Regions from separate parts of the Mus musculus genome. Here region 1 is linked to region 2. A link is a contact called in public promoter capture Hi-C data. All regions are on one chromosome and are shown on one strand. The core of a region is the stretch at or near the end of the contact, and the rest is flanking DNA. Distances in the headings are between cores, read along the strand shown. Region 1 holds the start of Clnk (cytokine-dependent hematopoietic cell linker). Region 2 overlaps Clnk (cytokine-dependent hematopoietic cell linker).

The links. Promoter capture Hi-C pulls out the DNA fragments that hold promoters and counts their contacts.
Region 1: a contact with region 2 is called in a promoter capture Hi-C map of the HPC-7 cell line, with 2.7 times the contacts expected there. The contact joins the promoter of Clnk here to the enhancer-like site in region 2. A contact is called at or near these places in 5 of 39 promoter capture datasets (the HPC-7 cell line, embryonic stem cells, liver and 2 more), 1 of 484 Hi-C or Micro-C datasets (nephron progenitors), 1 of 115 datasets of contacts at active chromatin or transcription factors (effector CD8 T cells) and 1 of 9 other capture datasets (adipose tissue).

What each region holds. Positions count from the first base shown.
Region 1 is chr5:38,875,368-38,878,067 of GRCm38.p6, reverse strand. It overlaps Clnk (cytokine-dependent hematopoietic cell linker), which reads left to right and starts at 1,375. Exons shown (of 19, transcript NM_013748.3): 1 at 1,375-1,466.
Region 2 is chr5:38,823,047-38,825,746 of GRCm38.p6, reverse strand. The region is part of intron 2 of Clnk (cytokine-dependent hematopoietic cell linker); the gene reads left to right. Among named protein-coding and RNA genes, the nearest start is that of Clnk, 52 kb to the left of the region's middle. Within about 2 kb of position 1,411, at least 19 of the 459 cell types and tissues checked have an H3K27ac peak or open chromatin away from gene starts, as enhancers often do. A contact at or near this core is called in the HPC-7 cell line, where this site is marked.

The sequences.
Region 1 (2,700 bases), core at 126-2,625, 52 kb before region 2:
CTTGGAGGGATAAGGGGCAGTTTGGAGGCCCTCCAATGGGTGAAGAATGTCCTTTCAAATTTTTTATTTAGTAGTCCTTATCCCTAGTATATCAAAATGTGACCTATATGGACAAAGGTTTTTACAGAGACGTAAGTTTAAAATGAGGTCAGAGTGTAAGCCCTGATCCAGATTGCCTGGTTCCTTTAAAAAGGAGAAATTTGAATAGACACATAGAGGATGCTGTGTGAAAAGAAAGACAGCCATCTACAAACTTAGAAGGTGCCAAATACACATCTCTCCCTCAAGAGGCCCAGAAGAAACCAAAAATGCTTGATCTTGGATTTCCAGCTTCCAGAACTGGGAGACAATACATTCTACTCTGTAGGCCACTACTTTCCGTGGGACACTGGTGTGCAAAGCCTAACAAACTTATACAGGTCTAGACCAAAACAACCAACTAACTAACCTGACTCACAAAACAGTAAACACATCTTGTTAAGCCCCAGATGCAGTAAAGGCTCACTGATAAAGAGAATGAATGGGCATCAGTTTTCACAATTGCAAAATGAAAAAGAATATTCTTCTCACGTAGTTACTGGCAAATTAAACAGGTTGATACCTAAATCTGCTTAGTGCAAGGCTTGGCTCATAATTAACACCCCTTAAGAGCTTATTTTAGTGTTTCCTTCATTAAGTCAAAGCCAGAGCTATCTCCCCTCCCCCCAAAGAAATAAACTTTTTTGAATTTATCCTAAACAATGTAGGAATTTGTTATAAATTTCAACATCAATAAAATCCATTTAAATAACATTAAATCCTCAAGGACCACTGCAGTGGGCACTCCAGAGGACAGCTTAAAAGGATTAAGGTTAAGGAAGAAACAGATTGGCATATATTGAGTCTGTAATGTGTGCTCCAAATATGCTACATGACTTTGCGCATGGATATGAGAATTACCTATGATCCCATTTTCAATAACAAACAGAGCAAGAATAGGAGCCAACCACTTCTCTTCTGCGTCTGGGTGCTTTCTGAATAATCCCCGAGAGGCTGCATGTGTCTGAGGAGCTTAGGGAGGCCTGCAGTCACAAGACAGTCCATATGTCCGCCAGGCAAAGCTCACTTTGAGTCGCTCAGCAGTCTACTGCCACATGTTCTGACTCTTGTGAAGGGATGCACACGAATCTGTATGACACGACGTCAGGTCAGCTTTGACAGCCTCCACACCTTCAAAGCTAGTACCACAGTTCACAAAGAGGAAGTCTGGCCTGCTACGAGGCCAAACTGCCCAGGTCTGTGGCTGCGTTTCTCGGAAAACCAAAACTAACAGGCACATACAAGGCACTCTCTGCTGAAGGACTCTGCTGAGGGGAGAGAACATGTCAACTCTATCTTACAGAGTGCTCCAGGATGCGACCGTGGACCCCCTTTCCAGGAGCTAGCCGTCTCAACACTGAGCCCTTGACTAAAGGAAGACTGAGCAGGTAAACTAAACAGAACAGCTCTGTCTTAGCATGTGTCTCTTGGTTCACACTGTCATGGTGACCATTAGAAAGAGCTTCACACAGATAAAGAAAAAGGAGGGTTTTTTTTTTAACATGAAAACCTGAGCATTCCATATGCCATTAAATGGGCAAAAGGGAAGCCAGCTTCTTCAGCCCGGCTTTGAAGACACCTTCATTCTGCTCTGAAAGAACTCCAAATGTCTGCCCAGAAAATAATGTAAGATTAAGGCTTTTCAGTCTATTCTTCCTGCAGCTTAGACACCTCCATCCCCAAGCCTATGTTGCTAAAATCAAGAGACAAAGTCTACCGCCGTGTTTTTAACCTCCATTGGAGGAGCCGCTAGAAAAGCAGCCTCAGAAGAAGGCGCCCATTCAAAGGAGAAGCAAACTCCTTCAGCCCTGGGGAAAGTGTGTGTGTGTGTGTGTGTGTGTGTGTGTGTGTGTGTGTGTGTGTTTTCTTTTGGCTTTGTTGCAGAAGATGGAGGCTTTAGAATAAGGCAAACACCCTCCCTTCCCAGGACAGAGGAGTCTAAGTTAGATTAAGCAAGGATAAAATTCGTACCCTCCATTGGTGCCTGCAGGCAGCTCCTCCAGGTTTTTCTCAGAAGGTTGTGAGAGCAAAGTTGAGTTGGGGGGGGTGGCGAATAAGAAGTGTCATCAAAGTGTAGACACTGGCTCAGGAAGAAAAGTATGACTGGGATTTATTAATAGTTAATTTATGATTTTTATGAGTGTTGTTCTTGTCTAAATTTTAGCACACCCCCCCCCCTCGGTGATGGTGTCCTTTGACTTCCAGGGCTCAGGCAAACTACAGGGAGTGGTCATTGTGAACCCCAGGAAGACAATGGTAGCTCTGGCTAATTGGAGGCACAGCACAGAAACCTTTAGAAATCCTCCCAGAGGCCTCACATAGAATGTACCCTAGAGAGGTATAAAGGAAAGTGCATCGATTTAACTCGGGCTCCAGCCAGCCATGCTCCCTGCATTAACTCACTTAACCCTCCCACCAGCTTTGAGCCTTAGAGGGATCTTGTTCTCTGGTTCACAGATGGGAGCTGCTGTGGTCCAAGGAGTGTGGTCAAGATTGTTTACACAGCAACGGATTCAGTAAACAAAATTCAAACCTAAACTAATTTCACCCAAGTGTTTTTTTTGGGTTTTTTTTTTTTGTTTTGTTTTTTTGTTTTTATTTTTTTTGGCTAAAAGTGACCCG
Region 2 (2,700 bases), core at 162-2,661:
ACCCCCGTTCTCTGATGGTACCTGAAGCATGGAAGGATGGGGTGAGATACAGTGTCCCATTTAGAGCTGAGTACTCCGCAGTCTCTTAGGTTGACTACTGTGAGTACCTGTTGCAATCGCCAGGAGAAGCTTCTCTGATGAGGGCTGAGAAAGGCATTATCCTTTCCACACAGCAGTTCAAGACCTTGCAGGCAACATTGTCAGGCTGGAGCTAGAGTTCAACTCTCCGAGTGCTTACCTAACATGCAAGGAATCCTAGACTTGATCCCCGGCAACACTTAAACGTCTGGTACCTCTCTCTAATCCCAGCATCTAAGAGATGGAAGCTGTAGGATCAGAATTTAAGGTCGTTCTCACTACATAGTGGGTGTCAAGCCAGCCTAAGCTACATGACACCCTCTCTCAAATGAAAAAGTATCCATTTAAAAGGAATTTTTCAGCAATGGAAGAAGAGCAGCTGGTACAGGTTACATGGTGTCCCCTAAACTCACAATGATGAAGCCTAGACTTCCAGCACCAAAAATCTGTCTGTGTTTGGAAACAGGTAGAGACAGGGCCTTCCCAGAAAGTGGTAATTTAAAATTAGGACTTGGGATAGTCCCTAACAAAAGTGTCCGTATTAAGAGAAGAAACTTGGAATACTGTGGAAGGCCATGTGAAGACACAGAGGTTTGTCAGCGAGCTCTAAACTCACCTTGAACCTGACCTCCAAAATTAAAAGATGGTCAGTTTCTGCTGTTAAAAGTTTCCCATATGGCAGCCCACACAAATGAATGCAGCATTTCTTTGACAAATCTGCCCAGGTAATTTTAACAAGAGACATACCGAAGAACCTTCACTCCACTTTACAAAGGAACAGCAGCTAGCACAGTCCCAAGGTCAGCAGTAACTGCAGGAACAATAAACGCAGACATCCCACTGTTTACGACTAACGTGGTCTTTTCAGTACATTCTCAGGTTATCCTCTTCACGAGGAACAATCATTGTTCTGCTTCAAAGAGGGGCAACTGAAAACTCAGGAAGCAAAGTGGCCTGTTTGAATAGACAAAAACAGTCATTAATAATGCCAGACCACAAATACCAGAGACTTCTTCATAGTGCCTTGAACCCCAAGGCACCACTTCCTCTCATCTGTGTTCACCAGCATTACCTCTGACTGTGTCAACCACGAGGCCCAATTTTCCAAACAGAGATCAAGTAGGCACTGTTTCCCCCACCTGATTTCTTGATGATGCCCCCTTCTCATTCCCTCAAATATCTAGATTTATACAAATCGTGACCTGGTCTCCCTCTCTCTCTATACCACAATCAATAGTAAAAATTCTCTGCAGGTGGTTACACATCCATGCCAGGGCACAGCAGCTGTGAATATGGTAAGGAAATACCTCGCTGTGGTCAGCGTTCTCACAGGCAGCCTGGTGGATGCAAGCACAGCCTCTGTGACATGCGGCCTTATAGGGAACGAGGCACAGTCAGGGCTCAATTCAAGAGACCAGTGTCTTAGCTTGGCCCTGCCACTGGCTTAGAGAGAGAGCTTAAGGTAAATGAGGAAAGTAAGCTAGATAATCCCTAGACCGCGCCAGCCTTCGTTCTCTTGCTAATTCAATAAGCACTCAATAAATACATTTAAAGGATTGCATAAGAGAGCAGCCAGTAGACAAGGGATGATTGGCGTGTCCCAAGAGCTTAACATCTTTTGGAGAGATGGGAAATATGTGTGCCCCCTGATACATCCAAACTATGTACTTAATTTGTTAAGGGTTTTAGGCTTACAGGTGCAGAGGTTCAGTCCATTATCATCAAGGTGGGAGCATGGCAGCATCTAGGCAGGCCTGATGCAGGAGGAGCTAAGAGTTCTACATCTTCATCTGAAGGCTGCTAGGGGAAGACTGACTTCCAGGCAGCTAAGGTGAGGGTCTTAAGCCCATGCCCACAGTGACACACCTACTCCAACAAAGCCACGCCTTCTAATAGTGCCACTCCCTGGGCCAAGCATATACAAATATTATCACATTATCAATGTAAACATCAGCTACTTACCATCTACAGGTTTATTATTCTGTTTGCACAAAGCATGAGTCCAACAGTTCTCTGGGGATAGATCCTATCCACATGGTCATACAGGGATTCTGTGTTGTGTCTTGAGCCCCACTAACTGAAATGGGTATCCTGTGGATAGTTTCACATCCACTGAGTAAAACTATTTTCATGGCCCTGCACAACTTCAGAGAAGTTAGAAAATGTGGGCCAGCCCATGAATCTTCGACCAACAACAAACTCCTCTTCTAAGAGTGTGAGCTGTGATAGACTGTTATTAGAAAAGACACTTGCCTGCAGATGAGAAAGACAGACTTCAAGGGCTGCTTCAAAAATATTCATGTGTTATCTTCATTGCTTCCAGAGAAGGCCCTGAGGTCAGTCTTTGGTGGGCCCTGGGAGATCTTAGTCTACATGGCAACACCTGCCTGCACTGAGCCATTTGGTCTCAACTGCTCTCCTCAGAGTCAAAAGCCATCTAAGCAAGAAGAGGCTGCATGAATAAACACTAGGGAGTTATATTAGCTTGATGATGTGCCATTTTGAGAAACAGTTGAGTTACTAATGTCCTCCTGCACTAAAGCCTTGATGTGGAGGACAAAGAGGCTGAGTGTACCCTCTACTGTCTTTTTCCAATGATGGACATCCTTGTCCCAAAATCCA